2 separate regions of the Sus scrofa genome follow, and region 2 is linked to region 1. The links are chromatin contacts, called in public Hi-C maps. All regions are on one chromosome and are shown on one strand. Each heading gives the region's core, a stretch centred on a gene start, on an enhancer-like site or on the middle of the called end of the contact. The rest is flanking DNA. Distances are from core to core; before and after follow the strand shown. Region 1 has its middle 16 kb from the start of SOCS3. Region 2 holds the start of LOC110255953 (probable low-specificity L-threonine aldolase 2).

What was found. A called contact is a pair of places that touch in the nucleus more often than the background predicts.
Region 2: a contact with region 1 is called in a Hi-C map of alveolar macrophages, with 2.5 times the contacts expected there. The contact joins the promoter of LOC110255953 here to the enhancer-like site in region 1. A contact is called at or near these places in 1 of 5 promoter capture datasets (liver), 5 of 47 Hi-C or Micro-C datasets (alveolar macrophages, epiblast stem cells, liver and 1 more) and 1 of 2 datasets of contacts at active chromatin or transcription factors (alveolar macrophages).

The regions. Positions count from the first base shown.
Region 1 is chr12:3,657,259-3,663,911 of Sscrofa11.1, forward strand. No RefSeq gene overlaps it. Among named protein-coding and RNA genes, the nearest start is that of SOCS3, 16 kb to the left of the region's middle. Within about 2 kb of position 2,788, at least 40 of the 83 cell types and tissues checked have an H3K27ac peak or open chromatin away from gene starts, as enhancers often do. A contact at or near this core is called in alveolar macrophages, liver and retroperitoneal adipose tissue, where this site is marked.
Region 2 is chr12:3,726,083-3,732,735 of Sscrofa11.1, forward strand. LOC110255953 (probable low-specificity L-threonine aldolase 2) reads left to right here and starts at 2,660. Exons shown (of 7, transcript XM_021066526.1): 1 at 2,660-2,957; 2 at 4,522-4,605; 3 at 5,110-5,198; 4 at 5,606-5,791; 5 at 6,490-6,627. The coding sequence starts at 2,756.

The DNA of each region.
Region 1 (6,653 bases), core at 1,538-4,037:
CTGATATTTCTCTAGTGAAGAGCTTCAGTCTTTGCAACCTCAGATGACCTCACACGCAAGAAAGTGCATCCTCTAGAAAGCTTATTCTGAGCTTCCATAGGCAAGAGACAGAGGGAGGTGGAGCCTTGGGGCTGGGCGTGGGAAATCTAGCCTGTGCCACCGTTCTTCGGCCATGTCACCTAGAGAAAAGTTCGGGGGGCGCCCAGCAGCCAGCTCTCTGCACACCCTGGGTATCCGACCATGAGATGGACTCAGGAGCATGGCCGCCTCCATCCTTCAGGTGTTCCTGTTGGACCAGCTGACCAGCTTAGGGGCGCTGGGGATACGAAGTTAAGGGACTCTGATCTTCCTCCTCATCTGCGAGGAGGCGTGATGGAGACAGCTTCGGGTGGTCCATGCTGGCCACGGAGCAAGTTCTCAGGTCCTCCTGCAACCCTCCTCAACCAGGGCCTGCCGCCCTTTCTGTCTGCCCCGGTGGCCCGTCTCCTGCAACTGGGGACTCTGGACACACCTCTGGCCCTGAGAGGTTTCTGGGGGTACCCAGGTCTGTTGTCTAGAGCCTGGGAAAGGCGAGAGGGAGGATGCCAAGAAGGCAGGGGGTTATGCTCTTACCTGAACCACAGGAAGGGGACCGCCCTGCCCCAGCATACCCGCAGCTGCCTTTCCAGGGACAGGAAGTCAGCTGAGTACCGAGCAAACAGCGTGCCCGGGGGAGGGGCACAGGCAGCTGGGTGTCAGCTGAGCCACACTAGTTCCCACACTCAGGGGGCAGATGGAGCGGGGATTCGGGGCCTGGGTTCACTCCCAGCTCCAAGTTAGGAGACCAGGGCAGGCCTCTGAATCGGCTGCCTGATGGACAGAGTAATGGCCCCCACGCCCCAGGTTGTTGTCACAGATCAGTGAACGAGCTCCCACACTGCCTAGACTTAGTGAGTGCTGGGTCAGCACTGGCTGCTCTGAGGGCCCTGGGCAGACTTTTTTTTTTTTTTTTTTTTTTTTTTTTGCTCTTTAGGGCCACAATGGTGGCATATGGAAGTTCCCAGGCTAGAGGTCGAATTGCAGCTGCAGCTGAGGCCTACACCACAGCCATAGCAATGCCAGGTCCGAGTCACATCTGCGACCTATGCCACAGCTTTCAGCAATGCCAGATCCTGAACCCACTGAGTGGGGCCAGGGATCAAACCCGGATCTCATGGACACCATGTTGGGTTCTTAACCAGCTGAGCCACAATGGGAACTCCTGGACAGATTTTCTCGCAAGTAATCTAGCCTGCTTAGGGGAGAAATGGCACCCTCCTGGCAGCCCCGCCTGGCTTCCTAACTCTCCTTGGGAAAGCGGCAGTGCCCGCCTGCACCCCTCACACAGTGCAAGTGAGCTCCCTACTCCAGGGCCCCTCTCTGGCTGGCTTGCCCAACCGCAGGACAATCAGGCTTTTCGCCAGACAGTTACAGTAAGCCAGGCCCGCCCTTCCTTACGTGGGGTACCACTGTTCCCCAGTCCTGAGCCCTGGTTCCCACAGACAAAAAGGGGGCAGCGGATCAAGAGCCCCTGCCCAGCCTGGTACATGGGTGGCTCTCCCCACCACCCCCAGGACCCATCTTCCCAGCAATTTCTAGGGGCCGCTTAGTCCCAGCCACCAAGCGGCCCAGGCAGCAAAGGGCAGCTGAAGCAGCCGCTAACGTTCAGGAGAGGCTGACTCACTTCAGCCCGCCTGGGCTCCCTGTTAATATTCTTGGACCTCCGCCTGGGATTCCTGCAGGTTCCGACAGCAAGTTGAACCATCCTCTTGTATCAGGCGGGTTCCTAGGTAACCCCCAGGGGAGAGGGGGCGGGGAGGGCGCTGGCGCAGGGATGGATCCACCTCACCGGCTCCAGGCTGGGTTGGGAGGGGGCAGGACAGCGAGGTGGGAGGGCCTACCTGGTCCCAGGCCTGATGGAGGAGGGAGGGGGGCGAAGGCAAGAGGGGCACATTACATAATTATTCTATTTTCATCACAACCGCGCTGTATGGTCGCTATGACTAATGGCTGGTTAATAGATGAGGAAACTGAAGCTGGAAGGTTAAGGTGGGTGGAGGTCGGTGGCTGCTTGGGCACAATATGAGGTCAGGCATCTTCCAAAGGCTCCACTTCAGGGTCCGAGGAGGGGAACAGTGGGAGCCTAGGCCAGCGAGGCAGGGAGGCGGGGGCCCCGGGGTGCGCCTCTTGGGCACAGCAGGTACAGAGCCCGCCTGGTCCAGGACGGCATCTGACCGCTGGCACTCGCTGGAGCGGGGAGGGGGTGGCGGGCCAGGGCCTGGGTGGGGGTGTCCCTGCAGGCAGGTCCCTGCCGCCCCTCCCCCGCGGGGGAGACGTCCAGATTCCTCCGCCCTGGACGCGGACCATGGTCCAGGCGCACCTCGGTCCCGCCGCCCGGTTCGGGGCCACCGCGCCTCTCCGGACCACGTTTGAACGGGAGGTGTCCACACCCGCACCCGCCCGAGCGGCCGCCAGCTGCGGATGCCTCAGGCCTTCCATCAGCGCCGCGGCCCCGACGGGCTTCCTCGCGGGCGGGGAGGTCAGCGCCCCGCCCGGGATCCCGGTCCGATTCCCGCGGCGCGACCAGGGGGCCCGCTCTCCCGCGGCGTCCCCGGAGCCGGGGCGGCCCCTCGCACCGCCCGCCGCCGTCCCCGGCCTCCTGGCCCAGCCCTATTTCGGGCGCTGGCGCTGCGGCCCGGGCAGCCCTGCCCGGAAGGGAGGCTATTCTGGGCCGGGCGGCCGAGCAGCTGCGGCCCCAGCGCTTCCCGGCAGGGTGCGCAGCGGCCGGAGGGCAGGCAGGGGCAGGGCTCCCTCCCTCCCCAGCGCCCCACCTTCCTCTCAGGCCGCGCCCAGCTCCCTCCCCTTCTCTGGCCAGACCCGGGTCCTTCCCTTTACTGACGCAGTGTCCAGAGCCTGTGGCCACGGTGCCCCCTCCTCCCCGGCTGCCATGCAGGTGCCTCTCGGCCCTCTGCCCCCATCCTTGTCTGGGATGGTCTGCCAGCCCCCTGTGCTTGTCTGGGCACAGCCACTGCCCTTCCTGACCGTCGCCCCTCACCCAGGTATGCATATGGCTCAAGGTTGAATCCCCAGTGCCCAGCACAGGAGGGATGCCCCCCACAAGGTCATAAATGGAAGTTGCCAGACTACTGTGTGGAGGATACCAAATTCCAGTCCCTTGGTCCTCCCACCCTTTTTTTTTTGTCGCCTGCATGGCATGCAAAAGTTCCCTGGACTGGGATCGGCCCCCTGGCCACAGCAGCCACCTGAGTGACCCCAGCCACAGCAGTGACAATGCAGGATCCTTATCCTGCTGTCCCGTCTTGGGGTCTTTTTACATCCAGTCCTGCTAACCCTTCCACTGAGCGGGTGCCCCAGCTGCCCACTGGGCCCCTTCCCCCACCAGAGGGAATGAGCGCTTCATGGGTGTCCTGGGCTTGGAGGACGAAGCCCTGGGCATCTACTCTGGTTCCCTTGGGTCTACTCTGTAACCCTAGGACCCCCTGCTGGGCTCCTCAGGGCCACGCTCTTCCATGTGGGAACCGGATGAGAGTATCTGTGGTCTCTCCCACATCGTGGTTGAAGGGAGACAGAATATACGAGAAACCATCAGTAAGTCACACCTGTAATCTAACCCCATCTGCTCCCTCCAGAGCAAAAGGCATCCTAAAGAGAGAGTCCGAGGATGCTCGGGAAAGGGTAGAGGAGGGAAGCCAGCATTGCCCTACGCTCTGCTGGGTGCTTTTGGCCCGATCCTCTGCATATGGAAGGTCTGGGGAGCCAACCCATGCCGCAGCAGCAACCCAAGCCACATCGGTGGCAACGCCGGAGCCTTAACCTGATGAGCCACTAGGGAACTCCTCTGCCAGATGTTTTAACTAAGTCCTGATGTTGAGCCCACGCTTCTCGGACTTCCAGGTCGGCACAAACCACTTGGATCTTGCTAAAACGCAGACTCCGACTCCTCAGGCACAGCCTGAGATGCTGTATTTCTAACCAGCCCCCGGGGGGTCCCCACCCCGCCAGCACCCCACTGCAGGAGGAGGGAGGGAGACCCACACGGGCCCATCCACCTGGCATGCAGAGGCAGAGTCTGACGGTCAGGGAGACTGAGGGACTGCACTGGCGGGGCCAGCGCCCAGGCCCAGCGGGCCCGCAGCACGTCCCTCTGCCTCGAGGCTTAGTTGCTGGGTCTCCAGAAGCTCCCCCTTTCGCCCCAGACTCTCCTCCTGCCTGCAGTTTACACCCCCCAGCTAGTCTCCTTCTCTCAAATTATCCCACTGATGCCTGTACGTATCACACATGTACTAAATGTACACTTAGACTCAGTTAAAATAAAGACGGAATCGATTATATGTGAATACAAAATCAAACTCATCCCCAGAAAAAGAAAGACGGTGGAAATAAGGATACTTCATGGTGCCGTAGAGTTTTTTTACACCTTGGGTTGGCCGGGGTTCCCACCGCGGGATACGGGTCAAAGATCAGCCCAAAAGCCACCAAACCTGGGATGGAAATTAGATGAGAAAGAGAGAGACCTAGCGAGGGAAGAAAGTGTGGTTCTAATACGGGGCCCAGGAAGAGTCAGGAAACCACTTTCTCCGCAGGGCCCCGACTTCCACCTCTTCCGGGCTCGCTGGAACAGGTGGGGCGAAACCCTGCAAGGCAGGCAGGCGCCCTGGCTCGTGAATAAGTAACCCAGTGTTTTGACTCAGCTGGTTTCCTGACGCAGAGGCTGCAGCCTGCACCTCGCATGTGTGAGTGAAGCGGGGATCCACGGGGGAAGGCCATGTTTTCCAGATGTGCGTCTGTGTCGGAGGCCAGAGCTCCAGCTGAAACGCTCCAGCTCGTGTCCTGGTTTCCTGAAAGAAGAGCGTCTGCCCTGTCTTGGGGGCTCACAGTCTGGGGGTGGGGGGCGGTGGCTCCGGGCCCAGAACGCCTGGGAACTTGGCTGGCTAGGTCAAGTCCTGGCCCCGCCAGCCACTCAACGCCAAGGAAGGTGGGGACAACTTGCAGGGGGCTCCGGGTGCCCCGCCTGACACGGGGGCAGGTGCTCATGGTGAGAGTGGGTGTTGGGGGAGGGGGTGCTTCTTCTTTCACCTGCTCAGCCCTGTCGGGTGCCCCAAATCTGCCCTTCAATTCGGGGGCCCAAAAGAGCCCCACAAGTTCAGTTTCTTTTAAAGATGACCGCTTCCTCCAACTTGAGTAATTGGGGAAAAGTCACAGGTCCGGGGTTCTGAGAGGGAAGGAGGCCCCAGGGCGGGGGGTGGGGCCGAGTGGGAAGGGGCCGGAGCACTGGGAAAGTCACCCCTCTCACTTCTGCTTTGCGGGTTCTCAGCACCAAGCTGCCCACAGCCCTCTCCTCTCAGAACTTCCTCCGAAGAGCCTGCTGGCCATTTGCATATGTCTCACTGAAATTCCCAAGCAAAGCGTCACCCTCGCTTCCCCTCGGCCCCCAGAGGGTAGCTGGAACTTCATTGGGGAACCAAAGACTTGGGACAAGTGGCCGTGGGACAGCGCTGAGGGCCCCAAACCTTCCCCGAGCTGATTCACCCTTATTCAATAGAGGGGCCATTTTCCTAGAATGTTGCGACAGGGGTATTAGGGTTTTTCCAGAAATTTCCACCCTCGATGACCCACCTCTGAACCCCTCAAGGAAAACGCAAGATGACTCCCACTGGCAAGGGCTGGGCACTTGTCCCCTGACCTGTGTCCCCTTCCTTTGATGCTTTCTCAAGGCCAGAGCTCCATCTCCTGAGAACCGGCTCATGTACATCCAGCTATCCCACAGCAGGCTCTTGGCCCGGGTTCTGCTTTCTTAACACATATTTGTTGAATGGCTGGGATGACTGGAAAGTACTTACCCCCCTGAAGAAATAGGAAGGCCACACCACTTTAAAACACTTAGAAAGGAGTTCCCGTCATGGATCAGCGGAAACGCAGCTGACTAGCATCTATGAGGACACAGGTTCCATTCCTGGCCTCACTCAGTGGGTTAAGGATCCAGTGTTGCCATGAGCTGTGGTGTAGGTGGCAGACGCGGCTTGGATCGGGCGTGGCTGTGGTGTAGGCCAGCGGCTACAGCTCCGATTCGACCGCTAGCCTGGGAATCTCCATATGCCACGGGTGCAGCCCTAAAAAAATGAACAAACCCCCCAAAGAAAAGACTTAAAAAAATCCATCCTGATTTTACCTGCTTCACCTATTATGCTCCTTCACTTTAGGTTGCAAACTCTCTACTCCATCCTAAGTGTTCTGTCGTTAGATTCTAAACTCTTTGAGGGCAAGACCAAGCCGCCTCTGTCATTTTTCTCCCCGATCTGGTTCATGGGCACATATTGTAGGTGCCTCGTTGATTGTGTTATACTGGATTGCATTGCCCTTCTGAGCTGTTATTTAGAAAGTCGACCCCTTCTAGAGCCAGGCATACGCAGCCTCACTACTCAACCCTGATGGAGTTTACAGGTCCCAGTGGTGCTGGGGTGGGTCTTCATGCCAGGATAGAGTCTGATGTTTGAGCTCCAGGAAAGGAATTTCATGGTCGGGTCCCTTTGCACACAGGGTGGGTCCCAGTGGGTTCATGACAGCTAAGGAAAGAGACATGGGAATTGTCCAAGAGGGTCCCTAGACTTAAGGGA
Region 2 (6,653 bases), core at 1,410-3,909, 69 kb after region 1:
TTTTCTGTCCACAGAGTAACCAAAAACTTCATGTAGCCACTTTATTGCCGTGGTCTGGAACCGAACCCCCAGCATCTCCGACGTATGCCTTCCCCCACAAACACAGACTTATATACAAGGTCACAAATATCCCCCACGTGCATACACGCCCGTCTGCGTGCCTGCATGCATGGACACACCAACAAGCATGCACATTGGAAAAGACACCTTCACACATATGCATGTGCCTAGACAACCCCCGGGAGACCAAGCCTTGGTCAGAGGGCCTCCCTCCATGCTGACACATCAGAAACAGGCCTCAGTGGCCCAGGGAGGCCCCCGCCCTTGTCCCCTGAGAGCCCACCATTCCCCAACTCTGGCCAGCCAGCATTGGGCGAGGCCACGCTGGCCCAGTTGCCCTGGGAAGAGGCAGGCGGTGATAAGGAGCCACCCGGCAGAAGCACCCTCTCCTGGGCCCCACCTTCCCAGGAAGAGGCCAGCTTCCTGGAGAAACAGTTCTGCTATGGGAGGACAAAGGCCCAGCGTGGTGACCAGCTGTGACACCTTGGTGGCATTCTCGGGTAGCCCTAAGCCCCTGCCCAGTGCCCCTCCCCGAGGCCACTGGGAGCATTGGCAGGGAGGCTGGGGCTGGGGAGGTGTGGCAAAGCGGGGCCCATTCTGTGGCTCTGCGGTGCCTGGGGAGCCAGCGGTTGGCCCCTTCTCCCTGCTCCCCTGAGAGCCACCGCTGCGGCCGCAGCCCCGCCCTTCCTTCCCACGGAGGCCTCTGCTCTCCGCCCCCCACTTCCCAGCAGAAGGGCTGGAGCCAGACACTGAGATAAGGGGCTTGTTTTCTAAGGGCCCGGAATTCGGTGGAGATTGCGGGTCAGGGCCAGAGGGCTCTCGGGTGGGGGAGGGCACAGCGAGCCCTTCCTCTGGATGGGAGCCTTCGGGTCCCAGACGCCATGGGGACTCACCATTTCCGTCCTCTGGGAATGGTCCCACAGGCACAGGGGAGAGGTGGAAAGTTCCAGGGAGGTGGCCCTGACCCCGGGTGTAGCTGTTGGGCTCCATCACCAGCCCCTGCTGCCTTCTTCAGCCAGGCTGGGCCTCTTGCAGGACCTCAAACAGTCCAGCTGCCAACTACCCCAAGCCTTTCCCCATGCAGTTCCCTCTGCCCTTGTCTGATTAACACCTTGCTCTGCCTTCAAAGCTCAGCCCAATCACTGCTTCCTCCAGGAAGCCTACCCTGATGCCTTGACGAGGCCACAGGCAGCTTCTCCCAGCACTAGCAGACAGCATCCTGTCCCCACCCCAAGGGTCTGACCGCCACGAGCAGGCCGCTCTTGCTCTCATTTATCTGCAGACCCGACCTGGAGCAGGCACACAGCTGAGCTCCGATGAAGGTCAATGTCAGGTGAAGGCTGAGAGTCCTCTTTGCTGAGGGGTGCCCTGATCAGAGCTGCGGGTGCCTCTTTGGTGACTGTAGCCCCTCCGGACTGACCTCCTCCAGTGGGGAAGAGACATCTGTGGCCTACACTCGGGAAGGGGAGCTGCCGAACTGGGCTGGGCACTCCCTGAGTGAGGGTAGGTCACCCTGCAGGAGGCCCAGCCTTGGCTGAGTCAGGGTGCACCCCACAGCAGCACCAAGCCTGGGGACCCCGGGATGTGACCAGAAACCATGATAAAGCAGCAGCAGTAAGAGGGCAAACATTCATACGGAGCACTTACTACCAGGCAGGCACCACGCTCAGCACAAAGCACCTTGCCACCAAATCCTCAAAACAGCTCCTTTTGCATGTAAGGAGACTGAGGCACAGAGAGGTCAACTGGCTTGTCAAAGCCACACCCTGGTAAGTAGGCAATTAAGTCAGTCGGGCGTGACTACTACCCTGCAGGGGCCCTCGGCAGTCCACCCCTCCAGGGCCAGGGGTGTGGAGGAGGGGGCTCTCCGTGCACCCCTCTAATTACACCTCCATGTGCTGCACCATCTTTGCATCCCTCTGCTGGCACCCAGACAAAGCCTGATCACCAGTAGGTCATCAACTGAAAAAAGCAGATGATGGGAAGCTGCCTTTTTTTTTTTTTTTCCTTTTCAGGGCTGCACCTGCCGCGTATGTAAGTTCATGGGCTAGGGGTCAAATCAGAGCTGTAACTGCCCGCAGCTGTGTCTGCGATCTATGTGGCAACACCAGGGATCGAACCTGCATCCTCGTGGATACTAGTCAGGGTCTTAACCTGCTGAGCCAGGACAGAAACTCCTAAGGGAAGCTACTTTTCGTGGGCAAAGGTAACACAGTGCTTCAGAGCTGGACTCTCCTGGTCAAGCGACCTTAGGGCCGTTCACTGGCTCTGTGCGTCTCAGTTTCCCCCCGTGCAAAACGAGGTGGTAACAGTACTTGCCCTCGAAGGGCTGCTGGGAGGCTTACCTACGCCCACACTTACAAAGTGCCCGGGACGCTGCGGGCCGACGGGAAGAGGCACACGAGCGTCTGCTCTGTAACCACTTGCCTGGTCTCCGTCTCCTCCTGGGTAAGCGGGGTGAACCCTTCCTCTCCCGCATTCCGCGCCCGCTCGCAGCCCGCCGCGACGACGGCTGAACTACAACTCCCAGCATGCCGCGGGGCCCTGACGGCCGAACTACAACTCCCTGCACGCCGAGCCCCATCCCCACCCCGGCCCTGGTCAGCCGCGGCCGAAGTCCGGGAAGCCCTGCCCCGCCGCTCCGGGCCGCTCCCGCCGGGAAGAGTCGGGGCAGGGGGCCGGCGCGGCCCCCGCCATGCTCTCCAGCCTGTCCCGGGCCGCGGCCCGGCGGCACTGGGCCCTCTGGGCGCGGGGGTCTGGGAGCCTGGCCGGGGTCCCGACGCACGTGGTGGACCTGCGCAGCGACACGGTTACCCAGCCCGGGCCGGCCATGAGGCGCGCCATGGCAGAGGCCGTCGTGGGGGACGACGACTATGGCGAGGACCCCACCGTGCGCGGTGAGCCCGGCGTGCAGGCCGGGGTCCTCGCGGCGACCCCAGCGCGCTGTCCGAGGTGCTGGCAGGAGAGGTGGCCTGGGACCCAGGGGTGGCGGCCCGGCTGCTGGCTGGGCATTGCGCTTGGCACCTTTGCAACTCAGTCTGACCTGTCACTCGAGAGCCTGCTAGAAATACAGATTCTCGGGTCCCACAGCGGACCTGCTGAGCCAGAATCTGCAACTTAAGAGGACGGCCGGTGACTCGTGGGCTCACGACCCGGTGGGGCCCCACTGCCCATGAGCTGGATGTTAGCTCATCTTGCAGAGGAGGGCTCTGAGAAGCCAAGCCAAGGGCTCGAGGTCCCATACCTAGAAAATGGCAAAGCAGGATGTGAAGCCAGATCGTCTCACTCTAGAACCCACCACTTGCCCACATGAAAACAAACAGAAAATCTGTCTAGAAAAGGGGTTCTCCACAGGCTGCACCTCCCGAGGAGTGGGTTCTAAAAACCCCACCAGTGTTTTCAAGGTGACCGGTGCCCCCACCCTGGGTTGAGAATTGCTGCCAGGGTGAGCCAATGCTATGGCTGGGCTGCATACAACGGTAGCCGTGCCAGGGCCAAGCCACAGGGTCACCACCTGAGCCCTGAGGGAATGGCTATGCGTCCGGTGGTGATGGCGCTGATCATGCATCCAGCAGACACCCACTGTCGCCTGGAGCCTCAAAGATGCTGGGCCACTGCTCAGCAGGCAGCCTGCTGCATAGACAGTTACCCCCCTGGGATGAAGGAGGTGCTGGGGTGAGCAGGCGTCCGCAGAGCGTGTCTTGGGGACTGGGGGTGGGTGAGGGAGGCACAGGACTTACAGGAAAGGGCGACTCTGTGAAGGAACCGCTTAAAAGAAGAGTGACGTGCTCCACCCCGAACCCCGGCCCCGCGCAGGGAAGGGAATGCTGGGGAACGAGAGGCACAGTGCTGAGGAGTAGGCTCAGGATCTGGACAGGGTGCGGCTGGAGCGGGGGGGGAGGGGGGCCACCGCTGTGCCGGGAGGGGGAGGCAGAGGCCAGATCCCACCAGCTTTGAATGTCATGGTTCGGACTTGATGCCGCAGGCAGAGGGGAGCCACAGTGCGCTTTAAAGCAGAAGCAGGAAGCCCCACCCCTTCCAGCCCCCCTCAAGTCCCCCAGAGTCTCCCCTTCTGAGGGCTCCTGTCCTCTGTTCTGGGAGAGGAAGTCAGCAAGGAAACCGCAGGGCCCCACCTGCAAGGGACTGATGGGAAAGGAAGTGAGACAGGTGTGAGGTCTGGGTGGGACGGGGGTTCAAACCACAGAGTTTCAATGTGGGGGGAGAAGCTGGCCCAGAAAGAGGCAGGGCGCAGAGGGTTGACTGAGGGGCCCCTGGACCCTGTGAGGTCACCAAGACCACAGACTGCAGCTGGCCGACCGGAGCTGGCGTCTTGCTCGGCCACTCACCGCAGCCTTGGGCAGGGCGCCCTCATCCGGACAAGGGGCTCATGGGGTCGGCAAGGAGAGAGTCCGGAGAAGGGCCATTTTTTGATGGGCTCCCGCCCCCATCCCCCCCCCCCAGAGCTGCAGGCCACGGCTGCGGAGCTGCTCGGGGTGGAGCGGACCCTGTTTGTGCCCACAAACACCATGGCCAACCTCATCTCTGGTGAGCATGGGGCGACTTCCAATCACCCTCCAGGCCCTGCCTCCACGCTTGTCCCTTTTGTGCTGGGGACCATGACACCAGTGGAGCCTGAGCCCTTGGGAACCTGTAGACACACCCTCCTCTCAACCCTTCCTGCCTGGGGGTCCTGCACTGAACCTTGTGACTTTGCATGCTGCCACACCTTTATCAAATTGTCCCTTCATCAAACACTGGTTTCCCAGTGTGCGTGTGTCCTCTGTTTCCTGCTAGGGCCTGGTTGATGCCCGTGGCCTGGGCTCATTGTCCCCTAAGGGCATAGGGGCACAGGATGTGCAGGGCCCAATGATCCACAGACTTGGGGGCTTAGTGGGATGGTTTTCCAGCACATGGCAGGAAGCTGTCTTGACGGCCCACTGTTTCCTAACTGGCATAAAGCCCTGGGGGTCAGCCCCGCTGAGCTGGGTCAGGGGAGATGGGCCCCATGTGACTTGGTGCCAACATGCCCCCCTACCCCATCTACCTTAGTGATGTGTCACTGCCGGCGCCGGGGCTCCCAGCTCCTCCTCGGGCAGGAATGCCACGTCCACGTCTATGAGCAGGGCGGGGTGGCTCAGGTAAGGACCTGACAGCCCTTACCTGGGACCAGCACAGGATGCTCAGCACTTGCGGAGGGAACCTGCTTCCCAGGCGCCGAGCTGGGACCTGCAGAGGGGAGAAGTGGCTGGGAAGGCAGCCTCTCCAAGAGGAGACAGGAAGGAGAGCTGTTCCCAGATTGACCACGCGGGGGCAGGCTTGACGCCCGCTTGCTGGCCGTATGCGATACTCTGCTGCCCCCTAGTGGGCACCCAGAGCACTTGACGCTCAGGGCAGAGGGAGAGCAGCGTCCTTAGCTGGGATGGCTGTGCCAGGCCCACAGCACAGGGGGAGGCCCCACCGCCCAGCGCTGGGAGAAGCAGACAGGAGAGGGGTAGGGGTGCTGCTGGACCCACTGGACCTTACGCTCTGCCCCCTACCTCTGCAGATTGCGGGGGTGCACTCCCATCCTCTCCCAGACCTGCCCCATGGCACCCTGGACCTGGCAGAGCTGGAGAGGCTGATCACACGGGGCCTGGGGAGCCCCTACCACCCAGTCTGTGAGCTCATTTGCCTGGAGAACACCCACAGCAGCTCGGGGGGCCGGGTCCTCCCCATCGAATACCTACGTCAGGTAGGCCCTCTCCCCCCGCACTGGGCCCTCTCCCCTCAGCTGCTGGCTCCCTTTCCTCTGGGCCCCTCTCCTGGGCTTTGGTCCCCTCTGACACACACCTGGGTGCCCGTCAGAGGCCAGAGCTGCTGTGGGAGGCGTGGGTGTGCTTGGGGGCTACAGATGCGAAGGGAATGGCTGCCCCAGTTTAGAGTCCCCAGGGCCCGAACTTTCCTCCAAGAGCAGAGCCCCCACCCCCACCCCAAGGGGGTGAGTCCCCAGGCAGCACCAGCTTGGTCTGGTCTTTCCAAGGGTGTGAGGGCTGAGCTCTGCCGCTCGCCCGAGAACTCAAGCGCTAACACTCCACTGAGTCCTCGCTTGGGAAATGGGAGCAAAGGCATCCCCCTGGCGGGGCTGTGAGGCAGCTGGGACGGGATGATGCTTTTGTGGCCTGGACCACGGTGAGCCTGTGGCCCACAGTGAGCGCACTGTAAACAGGAGGAAAACCCTTACCCTTGACCCCGACACAGAGGACAGCATCAGGCCAAGGCCCAGAGAGCCTGCTCAGGTTCCAGACGGCCAAGCACCCTCCTGACTCAGACCCCTTGTGCTTCCTCAAGGAGCCAAGCCCAGTGGCCTCTAGTGACCTTCCGCAGACCCACCCTCCCTCCAGTCCTCCCCCAGCCTGGCCCCTCTAACCGCTGTCTGCGCCTTGCCCCCAGGTGCACTTGCTGGCCCGGACCCACGGGGTCCGGGTCCACCTGGACGGGGCCCGGTTGATGAACGCCGCAGTGGCTCTGCGCGTGCCCCCCGCCTGCATCGCGCAGCACTGTGACTCTGTGTCTCTCTGCTTCTCCAAGGTAGGGAAGGTGCTGGGCTGCCCCCG